Linked DNA regions of Mus musculus: region 2 is linked to region 1. Evidence: chromatin contacts called from public promoter capture Hi-C data. All regions are on one chromosome and are shown on one strand. The core of a region is the stretch at or near the end of the contact, and the rest is flanking DNA. Distances in the headings are between cores, read along the strand shown.

Region 1 (5,372 bases), core at 1,529-4,028:
ACCTAGTGTGTTTTATTGGGATGATTAATAGAGCCATGGGTGAGTAGTTTTTTACAGGAGTAGAAATGACTCAAAAACCACCCAGCACAGGCACAGCTCTCCAAAGCTGGGAGCCTGGAGCACACTGCACTGCCTGCAGGCAGCTCAATAGTTGGAGAATTTCCCTTCCGGGTACCTCCGATGTTCTAAACCTCTGCCAGGTAGCCTACCTGGTTTTTGTTTCCCGTAGGCTCCTTGGCTGGTCTCTGCTTCTTTGCGGCTTCAGTGGCTGGTCTGACAGCAACTCTTGACAGTCTGCACTATTTACCCTCGGGAGGGAGGGGCCTGGTGAATCTGGGCAGTTTCTGGGCCTTCCTGGAGCTATATTGAGCTGCTTACCTTCTGTCTTCAGGAGCTTCCCTACCAGGTGGAATGTTTTCATCTCAACTACTATTCAAGGTGGAGTCAAAGGGAGGAACAGGGTCGAGGGTTATCAGGGTAAACACATTCTTCTTTAGGGTGAACATATTCTTTGTTCTTTCAGTCCAAATAGTAAGCTGATTCTTGCTTTCTGGGTCTTCCTTTTTGTTTTGGTTTGGTTTGGTTTGGTTTAGTCTTTCAAGACAGGGTTTCTTTATGTAGTCCTGACTGTCCTGGAAATTGCTCTGTAGACCAGGCTGGTCTTGAACTCACAGAGGTATGCCTGCCTCAGCCTCCAGAGTGCTGGGATCAAAGGTGTGCCTAACCACACTTGGCTATGGGTCTTCTTAATGCTTAACATTATCATAGATGGGGCTGGAAAGATGGCTCAGTGGTTAAGAGCAGTTGACTGCTCTTCCAGAGGTCCCATATTCAATTCCCAGCAACCACATGGTGGCTCACAATTATCTGTAATGGGGTCTGATGCCCTCTTCTGGTGTGTCTGAAGATGGCTACAGTATAGTCACATATATAAATTTTTAAAAAGAAATTTTTTTAAACTCATTATCATAGATATACTGAATTTGTGATATTTCTGGTTTGCTATGTCAAAGCAAACCACTAAAGCAGAAAATAACGGGACAATAATATTTGTGGAGGAACATACAATTCCCAGAAAGGAAATAGTTGTGGACAGCCTAAACTATGACCACAGCCTCAGGGCACTGCCACTTTACCTCAGAAAAGTTTAAGTTTGGCTATAATAACGCTCGTGATGTCAGACACTGGACTCTGTGTTTCAGCAACACTCAGAAGGGTTGTTTCTTAGATAACTTGAAACAGTCAAAATCAAATCAACATTTATTAAGCTGCTTCCATTTATAGCCCCGCCTTCTCTGTAGCAGATGACAAGGACTCCTGCATCGCAGTGACACTAAAGCTACCAGTGTGATTTATGAATTTGTAACTCCTGATGCTATAAAACCTAACTGAGCTCTGTCAGGAATAGTTCTTATTCTTCCCTACCTAGGCTCACAGGAAGAGCTGTCTCCCCTCCCTCTCTTCAGGGACGCTCATTGTGCGTGTCACTCCCCAAGAGTCTGTCTCATTCTTTCTCACGTCTCTGTTCTGTTGGGTCTTTGTTTTTTCTTTTAAGTAACATAAATATGGTAAGAATTCTTCTGTCTATAATTTAATAATCATAGCCACAATTTATTAATGCCAAGTTTTTTAGTATTTTAGTTTTTTAAAATCAGAAAATATACAGTCTATAAAAGCAAAAATTACAAAGTATATACAAATATATCTAATAAGTAAAACCAAAAATTTTACTGAATACTTCTTTATGAAGAAAAGACTAGGCCTGGCTCCATGAGTCAAGGCCCTTGCTACCAAGCCCGTGACCTGAGTTTGATCTCTGGAACCTCAACCCAAATGTTGGAAGAGAGAATCAACTTCCTCTAGTCATTCTCAGATCTCCATATGCATGCACATACAAGCGCGCGTGCATATGCACACACACACACACAGAGAGGGAGAGAAAGGGAGGGAGGGAGGGAGAGAGAGAGAGAGAGAGAACATGGAGAAAGACTGTGTGATAAACTACATTTTTTCAAGTTGTAAACTTTTAGGAACCTTCTCTCTTCTCCTGAGTTCAGGAGTTTGCATCATTTTGCAAGAGACCACCTCTCCCAAGAGCTCTCTCGTGTCTCCCGGGTGTGCTGGGACGCAGCCGTATGTCCTTCCCGAGCAGCCGTATGTCCTTCCCGAGCAGCCGTGTTTTACTATGAGGAAGTTCTTTCTTACTTGGCCACAATATCATGTTTAGCTTTTATCCACACCCTTGCTTCTGCTTTTCACATGTGATGTCCAGATTTTGTTTAAACTGCTTTTCTACATAACAAAATATATATGCAGGGTGCCACAAATGGATTGGATTTTTTAATCTGTGTTTTATTTTTCCTTATTTTAAATGATCCTCTTTCCTCCACTTCCTGAATGCTGAGAGTATATGTATTCCATGGCCCAATACAGCATAGATCTTTATAATAATTGCTTCCTTTCATTTTGGGGAAAGTTTAGAAAACTCAGCAGCGTACTTGTTTAGACTTTGCATTTTCAAACTGGCAGTGCAAGCCATTAATTTTGATCTTAGGACATTGCCTCCCCAGGGACAGTGTAACTCATCATTATCTGTCACTGTAATGGGTCCTGATAGCTGTCTAGTTACTCAGTCTTCTGCGTTAACCTCTGTGAAGGTGAGGATGGTGGAAGTTTTGCCTTGGACCAGATGTCCCAGCCTGGCCTTCCCCTCAAGGAAGCCTTGGGGAAACCCTGCTTATGCCACAAGGCAGGCAGAAGTCAACAGGCTCAGAGGCATCTGGGTCATGTGCAGCTGGACGAAGTTCCCCTGCCCCCAAGGGAGGAACGGTTTTCACCCCACCCAGGACAGAGGCCTCTTATTGACATCCCGTCACTGGCCGCTTTCTTCTCAGGCTAGGCCAGAAGCTGATCTGCTTCCCTTGCTGTGGTCTGCTGTCTGCTTGTCAGCCATTATACACAGCTGGGTGGTTACTTGGCAGTGCCCGGCCTAGAGGGACTACCTAATGACCAGGCACTTTCAGCTTGTTAGATGGGCGAGTTCCGTATGCTGCTGCTGGAATGGAGGCGTTTGTAAATGGGAGTTCAGGAGTTTGCACGATTTTTGAAAGAGACCACCTCTCCCAAGAGCTCTCTTGTCTCTCCCGGGTGTGGTGTTCAGGCCAGTAAGAACATAGGGATTTAGCGGTTCCTGGCCTTTTGATCCTGCAGCAGCAGCAGTAGCAGCAGCAGCAGCAGCAGCAGCAGCAGCAGCAGCAGCAGCAGCAGCAGCAGCAGCAGCAGCAGCAGCAGGATAGAGGCGCCTTTCCTCCCCTTGGCCGCCTTTCACAGTAGTGGGCAGGAGAGTGAGCTCTTCTGCTTCTCTCATCTGGATCTAGCATTCATCACGAGACGTGATTATTTCATCTTGCTGTTTTAATGTTAGCCCTCCCCACGTCCCACGTGGATGCTAAGGACTGAACTTAGGACCAAGCGAGAACTCTGTAATCAAACTATTTCCCTCCAACCTAATGATACATGTGATGCAGAGGAGACAGGCTCCAGGCCGTTTAACCGTTCAAGTTTCCTGTGGTTGGATTCTATTGACACTTTAAGTGCTGTTCAGCTCCTTCAGTCCCTGTATCATTTGAGTATTGGTTTGACTCTGAAGTTTGATAAGACGTGGGTGTGGTCCCAATAGCCACACTAGTTGTGGTACTATTTCCTGTTCTCCTCCTCTTCTTCCTCCTTTTCCTCTTCCTTCTCTTTTGTTTTACATTTATTTATATTTATGTGTATTTAAATTTATTTCTTTGTGTATGAGTGTCTGCCTGCATGTATGTATGTGCACCACATGTGTGCAGTGCCTGTGGAGGCCACAAGAGAGTACCAGGTCCCTGGAACTTGAGTTACAGTTGTAAGCTAGCATGTAGTGGGTAGGAATGGAAGCTGGGCTCTCTGAAAGAGCAGGAAGTGCTCTTAACCACAGAGCCATCTCTCCAGCCATTATTTTTCCTTTTAGCTATGTGTCTTAGTCAGGGTTTCTATTCCTGCACAAACATCATGACCAAGAAGCAAGTTGGGGAGGAAAGGGTTTATTCGGCTTACACTTCCATGCTGCTGTTCATCACCAAAGGAAGTCAGGACTGGAACTCAAGCAGGTCAGGGAGCAGGAGCTGATGCAGAGGCCATGGAGGGATGTTCTTTACTGGCTTGCCTCACCTGGCTTGCTCAGCCTGCTCTCTTATAAAACCCAAGACTACCAGCCCAGAGATGGTCCCACCCACACGGGGCCTTTCCCCCTTGATCACTAATTGAGGAAATGCCTTACAGTTGGATCTCATGGAGGCATTTCCTCAACTGAACCTTCTTTATCTGTGATAACTCCAGCTGTGTCAAGTTGACACAAAACTAGCCAGTACACTATGGATAGTCAAAATCTAGATCTTTCCATCCATTGGGATTGCAAAATGATGATGATGTAATTTCTTTTCCACCCCCATCCTTCCTTTTCCTTTTTTGACCAGGTGTCTAGCCTGGGCTACCTTTAGCTCCCTGTGAAGCTGAGGGTAACCTTGAGTTTCTGATCCTTGTGCCTCCACTTCCAGGTGCTGAGATTAGAGGCAGGTTTCACCATACCTGGACTCTTTCATTTGTTATTTTGAGTATTTTATAGAGAAACCATCCCTCATCTGTTTAGTTATAAGTCCTTTCTGGCTGCCTGTTAGTGTAGTTCACATAGGAAAAATAGCCCCTGAGTTTGAACCAGTTATACGCAGCAGTTTTATGGAAGGTGTTTCTTAACATAAAGATGCTTAAGAAAAGTTGATAAATGACAATGAATTATTACAGTTTTCTTAGTAAATCTTTGAACATCCCCATGTCCCTCAGAGAAGCCTATCACTGCCTCCAAACATTGCTCTCTTGGATTCTGTGTCCTGAATTCCTTCTGCAATGACTTGGTGAAATCACCAAGTGACGAGAAGGAAGAGGCAGTCAGCGTGGAGCAGTCGGCAGACTGCAGTGCTAAGCTAGAAAAGGCAGCATGTATGTACTGAGCTACCATCATGTTTATACTAAATTCTGCCAATGTGCGGCTCTACTACATCTGTTACTTTTCTGGACCTATTGTTTCAGAATAAAAGTCTGTGACCACCCAGAGCCATTAGTTCATGTTAACAAGACAGCAGCCGAGTGGTAAGGAAGGCACTCAGGGAGGCAGATCTCGGCGTTCAAAGCTGACCAGGGATATAGCATAGGACCCTGCCTCAAAAAAAAAACAAGCAAGATTACTGTAACGGAATGTATATACTCAGATTGGGGTCTGTACCATGATTGACTGACCCTGCAACCATCTGGAAAGCTGGTCTTCAACCTTGAAACCCCTGACTTTG
Region 2 (5,372 bases), core at 1,826-4,325, 200 kb after region 1:
AGATTTATTTATTTATTATATGTAAGTACACTGTAGCTGTCCTCAGACACTCCAGAAGAGAGAGTCAGATCTCATTACGGATGGTTATGGTTGTGATCCACCATGTGGTTGCTGGGATTTGAACTCCTGACCTTCAGAAGAGCAGTTGGGTGCTCTTACCCACTGAGCCATCTCACCAGCCCTTAAATATATTTTTATTTTACTTATTTTTATGCATGAAAGTGTTTTGCCTGTACATATTTATGTGCATCGCATGCATGCCAACTCGAAAGAGAGAGTTGGATACCCTGGAACTAGAGTTGCAAGTGGCTGAATTACCCATGTGGATGCCAGGCGCCAAACCAGGGTCTCTCGAAACAAGTGGGTTTTTTGTTTTGTTGTTGTTATTGTTTTGTTGTAGGGTCTTTTGGGTTTGGGTTTGTTTGTTTCTTTGTTTTTCTTTCTATGTAGTTCTGGCTGTCTTCAAGCTCACTATGTAGATCACTTTGAACTCACAGAGATCCACCTACCTATGCCTCCCAGGTACTAGGATTAAGTGTGCCACCACCTCCAGTAAGAACAAAAATTCTTGGGGCTGGAGAGATGGCTCAGTGGTTAAGAGCACTGGCTGCACTTCCAGAGGTCCTGAGTTCAGTTTCCAGCAACCACACGGTGGCTCACAACCATCTGTAGTGGGATCTGATGCCCTCTTCTGGTGTGTCTGAAGAATGCAATAGTGTAGTCATTATACATAAAATAAATAAATAAATCTTTAAAAAAATAGAACAAAGGTTCTTAACTGTGAAGCCATTTCTCCAGCTCTTCTCTGATTTATTCTTTAAAAAGAGAAAGAGAGAGAGAGAAAGGAAGGAAGGAAGGAAGGAAGGAAGGAAGGAAGGGGGAAAGGAAGGAAGAAAGAAAGGAAGGAAGAAGGAAGAGAGAGAGAGAAAGAAAGAGAAAGAAAGAAAGAAAGAAAGAAAGAAAGGAAGGAAGGAAGGAAGGAAGGAAGGAAGGAAGGAAGAGAAACAATTCAGTTGTGTATATATTAGGGGAAGCTGGCCGCTGCCAAGCTGCTCGTGGAGGCCTGAGGACAACGTGTAGGAGGACTCTGGTCTTCCAGAAATGAGTGTTTGTCAGATTTGGCGGCAAGCATCTTTACCTATCCTATTTTCAGAAGGTGCCATTCAGGCAGGTCCTGGGGGCCAGGAGTACAACATCTTCCTCAGCCGATCCAAGAGAAAGACCTAGAAATCTGAGTACCTCCTCCAGACAGCCTGCTCTCATCAGTTTTGGCGTGGAGGCTCATTCACACTCAGCGTTTGTCAAGGGTTTGGGTCTTAGGAATCCCCCAACTTCGGTCTCCCGATTCTTTCTACTGTAGAGCATATGACCACTGTGTGGCAGGTCCTGGAAAGAGCAGGCTCTGTGCCCAGTGAAAGAAACCGGATTTTGCTCTCTGTTGCTGTAGCAACCACATCTCCCTGAGCGTTTTCTCATTGGCTACTAAAGTTGACACCTTGTCTATGCCACCAGAAGGAACCAATCAAAAACAGTGCGTGAGACCAAGCTGGGTGCGGGTCTGCACCCTCAAGCCAGCTGTAATATGTGGATGTCAGTAGGGCCCTGGAGCTGGGAGGGCAGGGGTGGGGGGAAGCTTGGGGGGGGCGACATCTCTTCCCACGCTGAGCGGGGTGCAGGGAGTGGGTAGGAGGGTGGATTTCTTCTAGACAATCCAGATGGATACTGAGGCCGTGGTTGCAAGGTTGGAGAGTCCGAGGCCAGATGAGGAGGGAGTGTAAAGGAAGGTGATAAGGGCCTTTCTTCTTCTTCTTCTTCTTCTTCTTCTTCTTCTTCTTCTTCTTCTTCTTCTTCTTCTTCTTCTTCTTCTTCTTCTTCTTCTTCTCCTTCTCCTTCTCCTTCTCCTTCTCCTTCTCCTTCTCCTTCTCCTTCTCCTCCTCCTCCTCCTCCTCCTCCTCCTCCTCCTCCTCCTCCTCCTCCTTCTCCTTCTTCTCCTCCCCTCCTCCTCCTCCTCCTCCTCCTCCTCCTCCTCCTCCTCCTCCTCCTCCTCCTCCTCCTTCTTCTTCTGATTTTTCGAGACAGGGTTTCTCTGTGTAGCCCTGGCTGTCCTGGAACTCACTTTGTAGACCAGGCTGGCCTCGAACTCAGAAATCAGCCTACCTCTGCCTCCCAAGTGATGGGATTAAAGGCATGCCGGGCTGATGATAAGGGTTTTACCACCCTGGGTGACTGGTTCGAATCCTTATCCCCTTGTCGTTTCATGACTTCATACAGTGACCTATTGTCTCTGTTTCTCAGGGGCGAAGGAGGAGTCAACACCTCTTACTTTATTTTAATCCTCAGAATAAACATCCTAAGAACGTTTTGTTTTGTTTTTCAAGACAGGGTTTCTCTGTATGGCCCTGGCTGTCCTGGAACTCACTTTTTAGACCAGGCTGGCCTCGAACTCAGAAATCTGCCTGCCTCTGCCTCCCGAGTGCTGGGATTAAAGGTGTGTGCCACCACGCCTGGCCTAAGAATGTTATTTTGTTTGTTTTGTGTGCGTGTGCGTGTGGGAGAGGGGGAGAGAGAGAGAGAGAGAGAGAGAGAGAGAGAGAGAGAGAGTTGGTTGGTTGGTTGGTTTCGTTTTTTTGAGACAGGGTTTCCCTTGTGTATCCCTGAACTCTCTGTATAGACCAGGCTGACCTTGAACTCATAGAGATCCGCCTGCCTCTGCCTCCTGAATGCTGGAGATTAAAGGCATGTACCACCACTGCCTGGCTCAAAGAATTTTTGTTTTTTTAACTCTCTCAACTGGACCCAGCAATAGAGGAGTGGAACCTTCACCCCATTGTACAGACGAAGACACTGAGGCTCAAGGTGAGCCCAATACCCAGGCAGTAGTCCATGGGTATCTGGGGAAAGGAATAAGAAATGCCATTCCCAGCTCCACCCACCCTGACCTCAGTCGGCCTGCCAGGAAGGGCAGTTCGTGCCAAGACTGGTGGTTTCCTTTAGTCAAACTGCGTCAGACTCTCTCTGGGGGGTTAACCGACAGGAACTGGTAGCTCAGCCTTGTGAAAGATCAAAAAGGGGACACCAGGCTTCTGGGCACAGTTGAAGCTGTCCTTCAGCCCATACGTGTGCTCTGTGGGAGAGGCTGCTTGGGGTGAGCCCTGGACTTGATATTGAACAGGACCTTTCTGTGAACTTCACTTGCCTTAGCTGTAACTAAGGCTGATTTTTTTTGTGGGACATGAGTGGCTCATGTCTATAATCCCAGCACTTGGGAGGCACAAGAAGGGAAGGATTGCCACAAGTTCAAGTCTGTCCACACCTACATAGCAAGTTCCTGGACAGTTAGGAACACATAGGAAGGCTGTCTCACAAAACGGAGGGGGGAAGTAAGGATTATGAAGATTAACTCCGAGGGCCAGGGGTATAGCTTGTTGGTGGAATGCTTGTCTAGCACATTCGTGACCCTGGATCCCATCCCCAGCACGATTAATTAGTTAGGTAATTAACAACTTGGTAGTTCCATTGGTAGAGTGTGCTTGTCTAACATTTATGAATTCAAATCCAATGCCCAAATTCGAACCCTAGCACTCAAGAGATGAAGAAAAGAACAGAAACTCAAGGGCATCCTTGGCTACAAAGAGTTTGTGGTCAGCCTGGACTACATAAGACCCTGTTTTGCTGGGCAGTGGTGACACACACCCTTAACTCCAATACTCAGCAGACAGAGGCAGGTAGATCTCTGAGTTTGAGTTTGGAGCCAAACTGCTCTACAGAGCGAGTTCCAGGACAGCCAAGGCTACACAGAGAAGCCCTGTCTCAATCATTAGCATCATCACCAACACCAACACGCACAGGCTTCTTGGTGTGGCCTGTGCTGGTCAAAAGTCAGGAAGGATGCTTTCCTGGACCTCAACCAAACCAAAGAAACTTCCACCCAGAGGTCTTTGGGCCTCACTTCCTGGGGCCGGTTCTCCTTAGTAAACAAGGAGGCCTCAGCATGCCACAGGCTGGAAGGTTCAGTGCTGGGGGAGGGGGGGTTGTTTGTTTGTTTTTGTTTTTGTTTTTGTTTTGAAACAGGGTTTCTTTGTGTAGCCCTGGCTGTCCTGGAACTCACTCTGTAGACCAGGCTGGCCTTGAACTCAGAAATCCATCTGCCTTTGCCTCTCAAGTGCTGGGATTAAAGGCGTGCGCCACCACTGCCCGGCTCAGTGCTAGGTTCTGATCAACCTTTTTGCCAAATAGTCATTCCTTTCTCCAGTAAAGGAAAAAGGAAAAAAGAAGAGAAGTGGAGAGGAGAGGAGAGGAGAGGAGAGGAGAGGAGAGGAGAGGAGAGGAGAGGAGAGGAGAGGAGAGGAGAGGAGAGGAGAGGAGAGGAGAGGAGAGGAGAGGAGAGGAGAGAAAAAAAGAAAACCCGGACACGCCCACTTTGCAGACTGCAGTTCAGAGAAGTTGACAGTGCACCAGCAGGGTTGCTCAGGATTGCTCTACAGTATGTGCTGCAAATGCCTGACTCAGCTGGCTCAGGGACAGAGGGACCTCTGGAACTTTCTCAGCAGGGCATCCTTAAATCCTGAACAGACCCATTTGTCAAGTTGGAGCCAGGATGGTGTGCTGGCTATCTAACCCCAGCGCCCTACTGGTTCACTTTGTCCTTAATGGGGGCTGGCCTGGCACCAAGCCCCTGGGGGCAGAGGTCACCTTTCCTGACCTCCAGTCCCCAGCTCTTCCCTTCTGTGCCCAGCATGGTCCTCACCTCTGCTGCTCTGCTGCAGTTCCTCTTGTGGGAGGGCACTGCAGCCTTCCGGAGCTAAGTTAGTGCCTACAGCCTTGGGGGGCTATCCCACACTTAGCCAGAGTTAGAGCTACCCCGGTGGCCTTGCCGCTGTGTCTTAGCTTCTAAGCAGAAGAGTAAATCTTCCATGTCTCCAGCTGCTTTCTTCTCTCTAAAGCAAGCAGGATTTCTACAGCAGCCAGCTACTATGCTTGTGCAGGGCCCCTAGGAAGTCCCTTAAATGCCTTTATTTCTCAAAAGTCTATCATTAGATAAGTAGGACTAAATTGTTCCTACATCAACATCACAGATTTATTCTTGCTATATAATCTAGGCTGGCCTCTAAACAACCTATATAGCCCAGGCTGGTCTTGAACCTAAGTGATCCTCCTGCTGTAGTTCCCTACATGCCTACCTAGAATAGTGGATGTTATTCTTTGACATTACACATTACAGAATTCTTTCTTCTTTTTTCCCCCCAGAGCTGAGGATTGAACCCAGGGTGGAGCCCTTGCTAAGCACGCTCTACCACAAAGCTAAATCCCCAACCCCACATTACAGAAATCTTGAGAGCAGGTTTTGTTATCATAAACATGGTTTATTGTTT

What was found. Capture Hi-C pulls out chosen DNA fragments and counts their contacts.
Region 2: a promoter capture Hi-C map of adipose tissue shows a contact between it and region 1. The contact joins two enhancer-like sites. A contact is called at or near these places in 1 of 115 datasets of contacts at active chromatin or transcription factors (pancreatic cancer cells) and 1 of 9 other capture datasets (adipose tissue).

Annotation. Positions count from the first base shown.
Region 1 is chr10:59,733,428-59,738,799 of GRCm38.p6, forward strand. All of the region lies in intron 3 of Micu1 (mitochondrial calcium uptake 1), which reads left to right. Among named protein-coding and RNA genes, the nearest start is that of Micu1, 34 kb to the left of the region's middle. Within about 2 kb of position 2,779, at least 33 of the 459 cell types and tissues checked have an H3K27ac peak or open chromatin away from gene starts, as enhancers often do. A contact at or near this core is called in adipose tissue, where this site is marked.
Region 2 is chr10:59,929,711-59,935,082 of GRCm38.p6, forward strand. No RefSeq gene overlaps it. Among named protein-coding and RNA genes, the nearest start is that of Ddit4, 19 kb to the right of the region's middle. Within about 2 kb of position 3,076, at least 136 of the 459 cell types and tissues checked have an H3K27ac peak or open chromatin away from gene starts, as enhancers often do. A contact at or near this core is called in adipose tissue, where this site is marked.